Linked DNA regions of Mus musculus: region 1 is linked to region 2. The links are chromatin contacts, called in public Hi-C maps. All regions are on one chromosome and are shown on one strand. The core of a region is the stretch at or near the end of the contact, and the rest is flanking DNA. Distances in the headings are between cores, read along the strand shown. Region 1 holds the start of Banf2os (a long non-coding RNA gene). Region 2 has its middle 40 kb from the start of Otor.

Region 1 (7,552 bases), core at 792-3,291, 1.1 Mb before region 2:
GCAGCAAAGATTCTCCCTGGACAGACAGACTTTGGTCCCAGTACACTGATTTCACCTTCTTGGCCTCTATACCTGGGTTTGAAAATAAACGTGTGTGGCTTCAAGACTCCAACTTTGTGGCAACTTACAATAGTTCTCACCAGCAGAGATAAATCCACTTCAGACAGTGCTGGAGAACGGGTTGTAAAGTTAGTCTGGCAGACATTTAAACAAAGACTTAGCAAAATCCCCAAGTGCAACCATGAGTCTAGAGGACTCATGACAGATTGCACAAGTGTCATGAAGTGTTTGACATTAGGGAGTCTGTGTCAAGAGTTCAAGGAGTCTCTTGGGTGTTATGAGAAGCACTGGAGGGCTCAAGAGTTACCTCTGCAAAGACCCAAGGCTCAGTGACCTTTCAAGATGAAGATGGTTGAGAACCACCCCTCCCCCTATGACCTTAGCGATACAGCCTTGGAGGGACAAGAGGACACAATGGTGTTTGGATAGGTTGGCCTTTAAGGATGATGACTGTAAAATAAAACCATCAAGGAAGTTGGATTTTAAGGAGACATGACTTGTCATTTGAGGGTCTGGCCGGTCAGTACTTGGTGTGAAGTGGAACTCGGATATGGACTCAGAGCTGCAGGGTTTTTTTTTTTGTAAGAGGAACAGAATTTAGTGTTTGGTGGGAAGGCAATATCTGGGGAGGAATGGGCCTCAGGTACTCCAATTTGGCCAGAGCTGGCCTGCTTTGTTTAATTTTTTTAACAGCCTCTCTGGTTGTTAAATGAGTGACAGAAGAAAGGAAGATGAAGATGTCAGAACAATGCAGGGAGGTGCTGGGGGAGCAAGTGTGTAGGCACATGCCTCTCTATGTCCACTCTCTGTGAGCAGGGGCATCGCTGGGTCTTATTTCCAGAATATTAACCATATAATGTCATAAAACAAAGCATGCTGGGAAAGGGACCCAGGCCCTAAAGCAGATCAATTAGTTCTAATCACAGTCATCTATTTTGTTTGGGTGCCGCATGGGATGTATGCGGAGGTTGGAGGACAGCTTGCCAGCGTCAGATTTCTTCTTCCGTCAGTGGTTCATCCGGATTGGACCCAGATTGTCTCCCAAACTCCAGGAAATGTTGTTTAGGGTTTCTTAGCTTCTGCTGGTCAGGAACCTGGAATTAGTTTGTTTCAGTCCTGGCTCGGAGCTTGTGGACTGCAGGATGTAACCCTGTTCCCTACCACCTGCTCCACTCCCACCCCTTCCCACTCCCCCATCCAAGGCTCCACTGAGGTCATAGGATCATTTTCCAAAATGGCTCCTTCCACAGATGGTGAAGCCATGCTGACTGTGGGCAGGAAGTCTCCACTTTTCACTCTTAGACCTGTCTACGGAATGGTTGCCAACTCTCTCAAGAGAGTGATCCCAGAGACTGAGGCAGAAGCCACGGTGTCTTTTATGAGCAGGACCCTTTCTGCCGTTCCTACAACAGATTATACAGGCAAGCTCCATTCAGCATAGGAGGGAACGACCATGGGTCCCACTTCCAGGAGGTATGGTGTACCCCTGAAGGCTGGCAGTCTGCAGAGCAGCGGAAACGGGCTGTCACGTGGCTCGAGGATCGGGATGAACAGGAGCTGGCTGTACTGACTGACTGAAATCTGCTCCGGCCAGGTAGGCCAAGTTCTGTCTCCAGTTAAGGGGTGGAGCGAGCCTGTCTTTCCTCCACGATGCCCATGTAGCTTCTGCCCACTCTGGCAGGGAATGGAGGCCTCCTTTGGGCACTGCTGGATCCTGTTACACTGTCACCGAGAAAGACAAGAACTGTGGGGCTTGTGGCAGGAGACAATGGCCTCCATTGAGGAATTATGACGCAAAGGAACCAGCAAGCCCACAGCCACCATTCAGGAAACAATAGGTGTTTCAAGAGGACCCAGGGGATGCTCCCAGGAGAGGCAAAGATGCACATCACCAGGCCTGGCATTCCCTCCCCTCTCTCAGGTCTCCGACACTGTGCCAAGAGAAAAATCTCTCCTGGATCTGTCTGCAAAGGTCAGTTGTTAACAAAAATCTTAGAAATCTGGCTTCTCACCTTCATGCAGTCTGCCCTTGCTCGGTACGGGATGGTGCTTTTCTGATTCATTTCCCAAGTCTATTAAAGGCAGCACCTATGTGCTGGCACCAGGGGTATGTGGGGCAAAGTATGCAGAAAGATTTGAGGGTGCCTGTGATAGCTTTGTTTATTTCCACAGCTCCTGCCTTGACATCTCATGTCCAGCAGAGTACTGGGTGATGCCATATCTTAGGAACTTTATGTGAATCCAGCTGTTTGTCTGTCAGCCCCACCCCCCAGGATGGGTGGGGTGTTCTTTGTTCTTGGGCTTGAGCAGAGCTCCCAGCTGTACCCAGGGTCTGGCTGTATTGTTGCCTTATGTTGGTATGAGTGAAGATACAATTCTGCAATCATGTGTGACAGTCAGAACAGAGGGGGGGGGGAGGAAGCGCCCTTCTTGGAACCTTAGCTGGAAGCCACTTGCCAAGGTCTTTGCCTCTCAGGTTAGGTAGACCTGGGGATTCCTGATGGCAATATGGAGAAATGGCCTTTCTGGGAAGGCTTCTGTTGATCTGGGGCTCAAGGATCAGTTGCTCTAGAAGGCCACCTGGAGTGCCACCTGGAGATTCTGTGATGTCAGCTGTCCAGGTGAGCACAGGCAGCTATTCTGATCTGAGCTTAGCCACTTACGTAGGGAGTGACCTTTGCAAGGCAGCATGCGAGTCTTTGTGCAAGGGCTGGCTGGCATTTCTGTGGATGTATCCCCTCCCAGCTATCCTTTTGGGGAAACCTCCTGCTTTCTTCCCTCCTTTATATGCAGTCAGTGAGGACATTGCAGGACTGGGGGTGGAGCTGCAAGAAACACACAAACTGCCACTGTGCTCCATACCTTTATCTACTTGAATGTATGAGGCCAGAAACAGCAATGTGTCAGTGGACAAAAAGAACCCCATAATTAAAATCAAATTCTAATTGCTGGGTAAACTTTGCCTTTTGAAGGGAAATAGTTGATGATATTTGTAAAAGAATAATAAACCTGGAAAAATTGCTAGTCCCTGGCTCTACTCACCCGGTGATGTCTAATTGGAATGTGGACTCCCAGTGCATCTGTACTGGAGATGTCCCATTTGCACCTGGGCTTTGCCTGGTGCCTCATCTACTCAGCTTAGTGTCTTGGGATGCTGGATCCTAAAGCCTGCATCAGGGGTTCCTAGGATGTTGTTCTAGGTCCTCAAGATGTACCTAGAGGACAGGGAGAGAGAGTCAGGGTGTCTCCCTCCCCATAACCTTTTCCTTTTTGAGCCCCTGTCGTTTGGGTGCATCTCCTGCCCAAAGCCACATTTTCTGGCTGGGACCCTCTCTGTGGTGTCTTTTCTGAGTTCCTGTAATTGTTCCCTCACCTTTGGGAGGGTCCCCTACTGATGCTGGCCATAGGATGAGCTTTATATCGTCTTATAAACTGACCTGCATCTTTGTATATGGTCTCTATTAAACTCTTCTCAATTTGCCCAGGTGAGTGTGCTGTTTGCATTCCTCGTGCTGGTCCACTTGATATTCAAAGTCTTGTTTTGAACAGGGTCTTTTAACTCTCTGCAGTGTTCCTTTCTTTTTTCTTTCTCTCTCTCTTTCTTTCTTTTTTTCTTTTCTTTTCTTTCTTTTCTTTTCTTTTTTTTTTGAAGGCCCCAAGGAAAACTTGAAGCTGCACTGGAATGGCTGCTGTTTGAACTTGAAAGCCCAGAGCTGGCCTTTGGGGCAAGGGGCAGATTGGTTTTTGTGTCTTTCTTCAGAACAAAAATCAACTGGGTTTTAAAAGTCTCGTCCATGGGAATAACGGATAATGCTTTCATCCCCGAGAGGACCATCGCAGACTGCTCAGAATAAATTCACAGTTATTTTGAGAAGGGAAAGGAAGAGGAAGGTGAGGGGTATGGAAGGAAAATAAATTCTCTGTTACTGTTGTGAGTGAGCCTCAGATAGCCAGGTTGGCAGGGTGTGGTGGTGCACACCACAGAGGCAGGAACATCGCTGTGAATTCAAGGCTAGCCTGGTCTACATAGTGAGTCCAGGCCAGCCACGGCTAGATAGTGAGACGTTGTCTCAAACAACAAAACCATCAGATCAAAGAGTGTATGACAGCAACTTTCCTGCTTCCTGAGGGGTTCTGGGAGAAAGGTCCAGGGAAGTAAGTTATGCACCAAATCCCAGAGATAGTTATGAAGGTGAAGGGGCAAGCCAACGAAACAAACACCGGTAGCACGTCCGCCTTGAGGATGCTCACAGCGGAAGGATGTCAGCTGTGCTTAGACACATGGTGAGGAGAGTTTGAATGTGTCTGCTAAATTTATGCATTTGAAACAGTAAGCCTCAGGGTATCTGTGTTGGGAGTCTAGAACTCCGCCTCCATGGTTTAACAGAGCTTGGGGTGGGTTTGTTGTCTCCAGAGTGAGTTGTAAAATGAATTCAGCCCCCTTCTGTTCTTACCCTGTCACCCCCTTTCACCTTCTGCCATGGGCTGAGGCAGCAGTTTTAAAGCTTCTTGCTAGCTGTTACATGCTTGGGCTCCCTACCCTTCAGAATCATGAGTTAAAATGTCTGTCGTGTATAAATTACCCAGGTTCTCGAATTCTCTTATAGGGGCGGAAGACAGGCTAAGAGACAATAAAAGCTGCAGGGTAAGCATGAGCCCGTTTTGTGGAAAGTGAGTGGCCTGTGTCTATTTTGTATGTAAAATCCTGTCAGCTTGGGTGAGCCATATGAAGGCTATGTGAGAGGTTCACCAGAGATGTGGGACAAAAAGAAGCGGCCATGACACATGCCTTTGGGCTGCCTTCGGGCTTTATTGTTGTCAGGAGCCCAGAGCCTCTTGAACCCTGCCCCCCACCCCCTATCCTCATCTCTTCTCTGGGCCAGTATGAAGAGGAAATTAGTCATGTGACAGTCTAAGGCTGGTCAGCTCACGGTCATCACCCTCATTTTCCACATAGGCAAACGGAGCTGGGAGGACATGAGGTTGTCTGGGCCAACAACTGAAGAGTATCACTTGACTTGCATGAGGTAAAGGCGGGGAGTATTGGCTTAGTTCCATCAGACTGCCAACAGTGTGGGCCACATCAGGAGACAAGAACAACTCAGCATGCATTACTACACAGGCAATCTTTACCGAGGGACTGCTCCCAGCTGAGTGGGACCCAAGAGTCCTGGGACCCTCTTCCTGAAGGATGACTCATGGATGACTTCCAATACCTGGTCAGGAAGGAAGCCCGCAGAGATCACTGCATGGAGCCTCCACTGGACCTGTGTTGAGGGAGGAAGAAATGGGGTGTGTGTGGTGGATAACACTCTCCTCCACTTCACCTCATATCATGTCTCCTATTGGTTGGATCCAGTCCCAGAAGGAGGACTGGGAAGCTAGGCTCTGTCCCCTGGAATTGATGGCATAGTATCTGTCAGCCATGTCTCCCTCCTCCTCTGGCCCTTTCCTCTCACCCTTTCCCTTGCATGGGATCTACTCCCTTCTTTGCCCCATAAGGTGAGATTGAGTAGAGGAGAATGGTGACAGAGCCCCCAGAACGGTTTACAGTGCCTGAGTCACTGCCGCCTTATACTCAACAGGCACTTGACATACGTTTGCTGAAGGAAGTCAAAGAGGAGAGCCCAGACAGACAGAAGATGTGGAATGATGTGCTGCCCCAAAGCAGACTCTAGGATTGCTACTTTCTTGACTTTCACAAGCAAGGAAGGAAGCGGGAAGAGGGAGAGGAGAAACCGGTGGTGAGTGCTTCTGTGTTGGATACTAGTGTGGACACTTGGGGCTCCTCTACACTGTTGGAGTCATGGGAGGAGCCAGGCAGATACATCACCACAGCTCTGCTGAGGAGGGGAGGTTGCAGTATTTTCCTTTTGGATCCAGACCCTCCTCAGTGAGGTTTGTTCCAGTCTTCCTTGACTTATGGTCACTTGTGGGCTGGTCTTAGTATAGGCTGAGGGGTTTTGTGAAGCAAAACCTGCAGTGTGGGCATGGAAGCAAAGCCCCGTCTGACTGTCCACCAGAGCACAGGTAAACAGTGGAGAACCCTGGGCTGGGTAGGGCTATCAGTACCCAGGTACCTAACAGAGAAACAGTCTTCCCAACTGAGAACCACATACTGGGCAACTGCTGTGCTCATGAAGGCACATGACTTGCATCAACCCATGGCCCAGCGCGGGAGCCATTGCTATGGAGACAGATGTCCCTGGGGTCCTGTTTAACATAGATGGCAAGCACTGTAAAACTGTGCCTGGCACACAGAAGGTACTCAGTAGAGCGTGTTCAAGTGTGTTACAGTGTGCTGAAGGGACACTCCTGGCAGTGGAAGGGGCTGGGGAGATGGAGGCACATGGAGGTCTGTGGGGTTGGATGACTTGACAGTCTGGAGAGCTCTGACTCTGGAGGAGCCCAGTTTCTCCAGAGTATTCAAAGGCTGATGGAGCTGGGCCCAATGGTATGGGCCTACTCATCGCTGCTCCTAAGGAGGTTGAGGTAGGAGAATAGAAAGATAAAGGTCTGCCTGGGAAACTTCGAGAGAAACTTTAAATCAAAATGAAAAACATAAACAAAGATTTGGGGATAAAGCTCACTGACAGGGAGCTTCTCAGCATTTGCAAGGCTCTGGGTTCAAGGTTCAATCCTCGTACTGGGGGAATAAAGACCAATTTGGCTGAGCAGCAAGTATCCAGGAGAGGATGGTTTTAATGGACAACTTTGGCTTAATGGACAACCGTGATTTCCCGTATTGAGTATGGGAAGACTCTGATTAAGGAAGAGTGAGATAGAACCAATTGGAGAGAGGTGGGGAGGAGGAAGGAGGGAGGGGAGGGGGAGGGGGCAGCTGCTCATCCACTGTAGGAAAGTCTAGAGGTGGCCCACAGCTCGCTAGCACACTGAAGTCCTTCAGGGTCAGTGTGGACCTTTAAGTTAGGCATCTCCTTGTCCCCTCAGCTTCCCTGACAGCCTCCTGGGAAACTTTGATGACTCAATCTCTGTGCCTGGTGGAGGAAGGGAGGCTGTGGGCCCACCAGGCAGGCCACACAGACCAGCCTTTATGCCCTGTGGCCTCTGGGAGGTGTAGGCTGTTTGCAGGCACAGCTTCTGCTGGCCTGCAACACAGGCACTCTTTGTGGTGCCCAAGATCCAGGAGGCATGGGGGTGGGAGGCCCAGGGGCAGGTTCCTGGGGGACAGCTTATAGGTGGCACGTTGGGGGTAAAATGACGGCCTCAGAGAGAGATTTGTGGGTAAAGCACAGGTGTGTGTGTGTGTGTGTGTGTGTGTGTGTGTGTGTGTGTGTGTGTATGCATGTCTTCTTCGGAGAAGAATCCTTTGAAATAGCCTGAAGATTCCATGCAGCAGACACCAGCTCCAGACTCCCTAGCCTGGCCTGAGCAAAGGCCTTCTGATTTGCATCTTTGCTAACCGAAGCTGTCCATCACCCATGACCCTCAGAGTCTGCTTCTGGGCTTTAAACATCTCTGGAGCCAAGGT
Region 2 (6,820 bases), core at 2,796-5,295:
GCAGCAGAGATATAACCAGCAATGTACTGATGACTCTAAAATTGCCCCAAAGTAAACCTTTTCTCTTCATAAGCTGATCATGGTAGGTGTTTGTTATAGGAATGGAAAGCTGATCATGGTAGGTGTTTGTTATAGGAATGGAAAGCTGAAGAAAATGCCCCCGGCACCCATGTTGCAATTCAAGCACCAGCTTGGGGTCAAACTTCAGTGTTACCTCTATAACCTCCTGCATCATATCCATCTTTCCAATAACCCTTAGGGACAATTGTTTTGTTCTTGTGGTACCCATGTGGAAATGGGCTTCAGAGAGTCAAAGCATGCCGGGGTAACTCAGACAATAAGGACCAGGCTAAGAATAGACTGTATATTAAATTGGTTTTCCTGAAGTAGAACTCTCTGAAGAAAGTGTTTGGGAAGAGGAGGAAGTTTGATTTAGAGAATGACTCCAAGAAATGGAGAGAAGGCCACAAGAATGAAGAAAGGGAGAGGAGGAGGCAGCACAAATGAAGGTGCCTGCCATGTGGCACTGGTCAAGACTCTGGGATTTACCCACTGACAAACTTAGACAGACCCCTGGGGTCAAGGGGTAGGACATAAGTCATTTCCTAGCTCCATGACCACACCCTCCTTGGCATAGGATCTTACACACAGCTCAGCCTGACTACATCAAACTCTCCATCCAAGACATGTACTTGTTGAGTTCAAATCAGAATGTCAGATGGTCAAATGGTGTATAACTGAGTTTGACCTCAAAGGTACCCTTGCCACCAGCAGCAGCCACAGTACTTGCTAGAAATGCAAACTTTGGTCTCATCTGACTCAGAAGCTCCAAGGAGTGAAGCCCCATGGCCCAGGTTTGAACTAGCCCTCCAGGGGACTTTAATGGACTAACAAAAATGGTAACGGGATCTCACATCAACAACAGGCAACATGGGAACATGTATGACAATCAAAGGTATTTGTAATATGAAGGGAAAATGAAGAAAATGAAGGAGCTCACTGGACTAATTAGAGAAAAGTCATTGGCCAGAAAATGTAAACAGCAGATCAATACTGGTTAGGAACACTGACTGCTCTTACAGAGGACCTATGTTCAGTTTCCAGCATCCATGTTGGGCAGTTCCTAATCACCTGTAATTCCTGCTTCAAGGAGAACTGATGCTTTTGGCCTTCACACACCCATGCACCTGATAATCTAAAAAAGAAAAAAAATCTTTAGGACTGTTGCCCCCTGGAGCTCATAACCACTGTGGTTATCTGCAAAAGACCTACCCAAGACTAAGCCATAGGTAACCACAAGGTTCTACCATGGAGGAGAAAGGGGCTCATGACCCCAATTCAGGGGCTATTGACAGTTGATAGCTTCTGGGGGAGGGACAGTCCGTTCTCATTAAGGATGAAACGTGGCTCCTGGTAGGTTGAGCACAGTCCAGAAGATAGCTCCACACCCATGAATATTTGGGAAGCATAAATTGGGCTCAGTGAGTTATATTTTTAAAAAGCAAAGAGAATATAAAGTTAGAAGAGGGTTGGAAAGTATGAGGTGCATATGAGGGGAGAAAGAGGAGTGGGGCTAATATGATTGAAATATGTTGTATGTATATATAAAATTACGAAAGAAAATTAAATTTTTAAAAGAAAGGTGTCACATTTGGTGTATTTTTCTAGGACAGAAGTAATTCACTGAGGGCACCTTGCCCTGTCACAGCCACTGGGACTTCTGGACAGAGTAAAGAGGAGTCAGTGGGTTGAGGAAGTGGCTTAGCTAATAAAGTGCTTGCCACACAAACATGAGAACCTGGATTCAGTCCCTGCCACCACATACAAGCTGGGCCCAACAGTGAGTATCTAGAAGCCCAGCACTGGAGAGGTAGAGGCAGGAGCATCTCTGGGGCCTGACACCCAGTTTAATTGAACCAGCAAGCCCCATATTCAATGAGATATCCTGCCTCAAAAAAAATCAAAAAATAAGGTAGAGAGATTGAGAAAGATTTCTGACATAGACTTCTGTCCCCCAAAGGAGTGCACATAGATGTCTGCTCATACACATACAGGTATACACACTCATACATACACACATACACAAAGGATTCATACATGTATATAGAAGCAAATTATTTCTTTGTCATCACTAAACTACTGAAGGAAATTTCTTGTTTGGTTATGATTGTAGGTTGATAAATCAAAGTAACAGACTGTGTGTGTGTGGCTTTGTGGCCAATAAGAGGCAATATGTGCAGGTCACATTGAAGTACTTGCCAAATCTTCAATATGTTCAACATTACTTTAGTCTTCTCATTGCATGTATTTATAAACATCCATATATATAAGAAAGACAGAGGAGGAAAAGAAAAGGAAGGAAAAGAGGGAAGAAGGGAGGGGAGGAAAGGGGAAGGAATAGGTTGGAAAGTTAAAGCTATTCCTTTACATTTAAGAGTTAGGGAGAGCCCAGGGTGGGGTGTGGTGATGCAGGACTGTAATGCCAGCATTCGGAGGCAGAGAGGAGAATCTTGAGTTCAAGCCTAGTTTAGACAACATAGTGGAAGGGGAGAGGGAGGAAGGGAAGGGAGAGAAGGAAGGAGGGAGGGGAGAGAGAGAGGGTGAGTGAGAGAGAGGAAGAGGAGGAGGAGACAAAGGAAGTGGAGGAGGAATGCAAAGGAAAAAGCATCAAAGGAAAAAATGAGAGGAGAAGGAGGCGGTGGCAAAGCAGAGAGAGGAATCAACTCAGAGACAAGAGTTCGTAGATAATCTATTCACAGTATCACATAATGACTCAATAACGTGAACCATTCCTGAACACGTGCACAGACGCATTCACCTCCATCAGCAACTGTATGCCATGCATGCTCTGCCCCAGACAGTACTTGGAACAAAGGCAAGAAAATGATAAAAATGACCTTTCTCCCAAACTCACTTCCAGTTCATTTAATATGCAATTATAAGCCCTTTCTCCACACGCAAGCACTGCCAGTAACCATTCAACCAAAGGTGGGGCCCTGGGACACAAAATGTATCAGTTGGTCTGGCTATGATGACCTGGGCGGAGTGTGGGGGAGGTGTGTGTGTGTGTGTGTGTGTGAGCATATCAAGTTCCCTTCCAAAGTGGCAGGGACTGATGTTGCAGGTCTCCAGGAGGGAGGCTCTTTTTCCAATGACAGAGTGGGAGTCACTTTCCCTGCCTGGGGAACTGAACGCTGGGATTGGAGCGTTAAGCTTGGATTGGAGGTAATGCACGGTGACTAAAACAGAGAGTGTGCGGGATGTGGGAGCGCTCTCAGAAGAGTTTAAAGGCTCCTGGCAAGTCTGACGTTCTGGAAACCACCCAGATTGTTTTCAACTTTTCAAAAGATGCATATTCCTTCTAAGAGGGAGAGTCAATACAGACTCAGAAACCATGAATGTTTCCAATCCTCATATGTTGGGGCCGGCCTGCGGCTCTCATGTCTGGGTTCGAGCCTGGAAGGCATCTTGGAACTGAAAGAAAAGAGGGAGCCTAGGCGGGTTGAGAAATAATGGAACCAAGACAACTAGTCTGCTCAAGGTTCAAATGTTTAATGGCGGACACGCTTTATAAAGGAAGAGGAAGGCCCATTCCTGCCAATCATCCTTGGAGCCTGGAACCAGCTGCAGGTGATGATGTGCAGGATAGGGCGAAGTCTCTGGAATAGATGGTGGGGGGGGGGGGGCGCCTCTCAGCAGGTAGCAGTATCTTGAAGAGGAACAGCGACAATGGCTGAACAATAGAGTGATCTAGGGAGGAAGGCTCCACCCTAGATAATTTCCTTAGTGGCAGCAAGGTCAGGTTCTGGCTCAGCCTTGCTTCAGGCTCGTGGGAGTATTGTTTTGCAAGAAAACAATACTACCAGCTGTCAAATCCATCACTCTTAAGTCATTTATGCTCTTGTTTTCACCTGGGGCATCTGATTTTGTGGAAGGGGGAAAATGGTTTCAGAAAGCCTGCCTGGTTGTCTATTTATATGCAAGTATAATTCTTTAGTCAGCCACCAGCCTGTGGTGCCCCCTAGAGTTTTGGTGAAATGTGTTTCTTACAAATCCAATGGTTTCCAATGGAGAATCACCTGGAGAGTCAAGGCCTACTGCACTCAGACCACACGTGTGCAGGAGGAGCGGTCATTGGTAGTTAAATGGTGTTATCCCTCTCTTCGTTCTTCCCCAAATGCTTTTACTATACGAAGGCTTTTGTCTTCCCATATAATTTTACATACTTTAAAAATTACATTTAATTTGTGTGTGTGTGTGTGTGTGTGTGTGTGTGCGCGCTTGCGTATGCATGTGTAGTGTGATGTATGTGTAGTGTGGTGTGGTGTGATGTGTATGTGGTGTGGTCTGTGTGTGATATGGTGTGTGTAGTGGTGTGTGTGTGTGTATGTGTGTGTGTGTGTGTGTGTGTGTGTGTGTGTGTGTGTATGTGTGTGTATTGTGTATGTGGAGTTCAGAAGAAAACCTGCAGGAGTCTAAGATCAATTGGCTAGGCAGAAACAGCATTTATCCATTTATCCATTTATCCATGCTAGCCTCCCACATATGATTCTAGAAGCAGTTTAGTAACTTATTTTATAATAAAAAAAAATTCTGGGCTTTTGACTGTAAACCAGTTTGGGGGAGAATTATCAAGTTAACATTATTGATTCTCTGATCCATAAAACAGTGCCTGTCTCCTCTGCTTTAGCTCTTCAGTTTCTCGCAGTAACACTTTGCATTACTCAATGTCTAGACCTTGGAAAAACTAGACCCCACACCCTCACACACATACTGATAAATATGTTTTTTAAAAGCATAGCTTCGGAAAAAATAGAGCAGCTTCTTAAACAATCAGATATGTATCTAAACATGATCTAGCCACAGTCTCCTAGAGCAGTGGTTCTCAGCCTGTGGGCCAAGACCCCTTTGGCAAACTTCTATCTCCAAAAAGTATTTAGATCATGATTCATAGCAAAATTACAGTTATGAAGTAGCAACAAAAAAAAACTTTATGATTAGGGGTCACTACAACATGAGGAACTGTATTAAAGAGTCATAATGTTAGGAAGGTTGAGACCCACTGTCCTAGAATGTCCTTGAGTGTCTTAGTTGGTGTTCCCATTGTGGTGATGAAACACCATAACCAAAAGCAAGTTGTGAAAGGAAAGTGTTCTTTGGCTCACACACATCATAGTCCATCACTGATAGAAGTCAGGGCAGGAGCCCAAACAGGGAAGAATCTTAGAGGCAGGAGTTAATTCAGAGGCCATGGAAGAGTGCTTTTTAGGGGCTCTTGTTCTCTCCCTGAGGTTTGCTCAGTCTGCCATCTTATAGAACCCAGGACCACTAGCTCAGGGGTAGCCCCACCCATAATGGACCTGACCCTCCCACATCAGTCATGAATTAAGTAAACGCCCTAATGGCTTGCCTACAGCCCAGCCTTATAAAAGCACTTTCTCAGTTGAGGGTCACTCCTCTCAGCTTGTGGCAAGTTGACATAAATCCTGCCAGCACCTAGAGAAATAAAAGCCTGTTGGCCATCAGAGCTGAGAAGCATTCGGGCGATCTCTAGAGCTTTTGGTTGTCTCTGTGCCCTCTGTCATCACCCCCTGAACACATCAGTCCTGTAAAAATTCTTGACTTTGATAGTCAGGAAGCCAAATTTAAGAGAAACTGCAATTCCAAATATATAAAGGAAAATCTGTTTTTTCCTGAGTTTAGTGGTGATAGCAGCATCAGGAGGCTAAGACTGGATGAATGTTAGTTCAATGCCACTCTGGCCTACGTAGTGAGTTTGAGACTATCCTGTACTGCACCACATATAACCTATGGAGGAGGAGATGGGGGAAAGCTAGTCATTATTTGTTGGGCTAAAAGCTCTTTGTACACATTTCTTTTTCTTTTCCTTTTTGCATACTAGCACAATACCACTGACTCATACATTGATTTTAGCTCTCAGTCCTAGGGCTATCAGTGGTGGTCTTCCTGTTAGCAGAGTCTCACGGTGGTTGGTGTAGGGGCCAGAGAAAGAGAGTGTGTGCATATGTCTCTCCTGGTCTCTCTCTCTCTCTCTCTCTCTCTGTGTGTGTGTGTGTGTGTGTGTGTGTGTGTGTGTGCTTTTGAAGCTGCCTGCATTCAGTCACGGAAATGCTATCGGGGTCACTGTAGCTGATCATAATCTCCTGCCAGAGACCCCTCCTATACACACCACAGTCAGGTGCTGGCTGCTTCCACACCCTTAATCACAGTGAAGATTAATGAACACACAGAGAGATCACGGCATTTTAACTTAAAGAAAAAACTTGGTGTGCACCATGAGAGATGGTTTGGGGGCCTCTGTACTGCAGAAGGGATGGGAGAAATGGTGTTTCTTCTCAAAAGGGAGGGATGAGGGGTTGGAGGAAGAGGCGACAAGAATAAAGGGATGGTGCAGGCTAGAGCAAGTGTCATGGAAGGTGGCCAGGATCAAAGAGAAGTGGCACTGCTATGACTCTACTGCAGTACCACTCCACGTCTGTGGACCTCTGCATATCTCTGAAACCTCCCACAAATGCAGCACATTGCTCACCAATGCACCTGCCAGTCAGCTTCTAGTGAAAGTTAAAAAAAAAAAAATGGTTGGGTCTCAGGCATTCTTGGGCAGAGTTGAGAGTAGGAGGCTGTCACTGCAGAAACCCAGAAACAATCTGTCGGAGCAGATTTTGGAACTCGGCCACCTAAAGCTCCCTGATCAAGCTGGTTTACTTGAATGCCTGGAAAGTGGGGTGGGATGGGAGAGACTGCAATGTAGTAGCCATGCTAGGCCATTGCATGTCCCTCCAACATTCCATAGGAACCG

The links. Hi-C and Micro-C count contacts between places; a contact is called where the count stands out from the background.
Region 1: a contact with region 2 is called in a Hi-C map of embryonic stem cells, with 6 times the contacts expected there. The contact joins the promoter of Banf2os here to the enhancer-like site in region 2. A contact is called at or near these places in 1 of 15 datasets of contacts at CTCF or cohesin (large pre-B cells), 14 of 484 Hi-C or Micro-C datasets (the G1E-ER4 cell line, the HL-1 cell line, cerebellum and 4 more) and 4 of 115 datasets of contacts at active chromatin or transcription factors (astrocytes, embryonic stem cells and large pre-B cells).

Annotation. Positions count from the first base shown.
Region 1 is chr2:144,202,349-144,209,900 of GRCm38.p6, reverse strand. Banf2os (a long non-coding RNA gene) reads left to right here and starts at 2,041. Exons shown (of 3, transcript XR_003953916.1): 1 at 2,041-5,804.
Region 2 is chr2:143,114,771-143,121,590 of GRCm38.p6, reverse strand. No RefSeq gene overlaps it. Among named protein-coding and RNA genes, the nearest start is that of Otor, 40 kb to the right of the region's middle. Within about 2 kb of position 4,045, at least 3 of the 459 cell types and tissues checked have an H3K27ac peak or open chromatin away from gene starts, as enhancers often do. A contact at or near this core is called in embryonic stem cells, where this site is marked.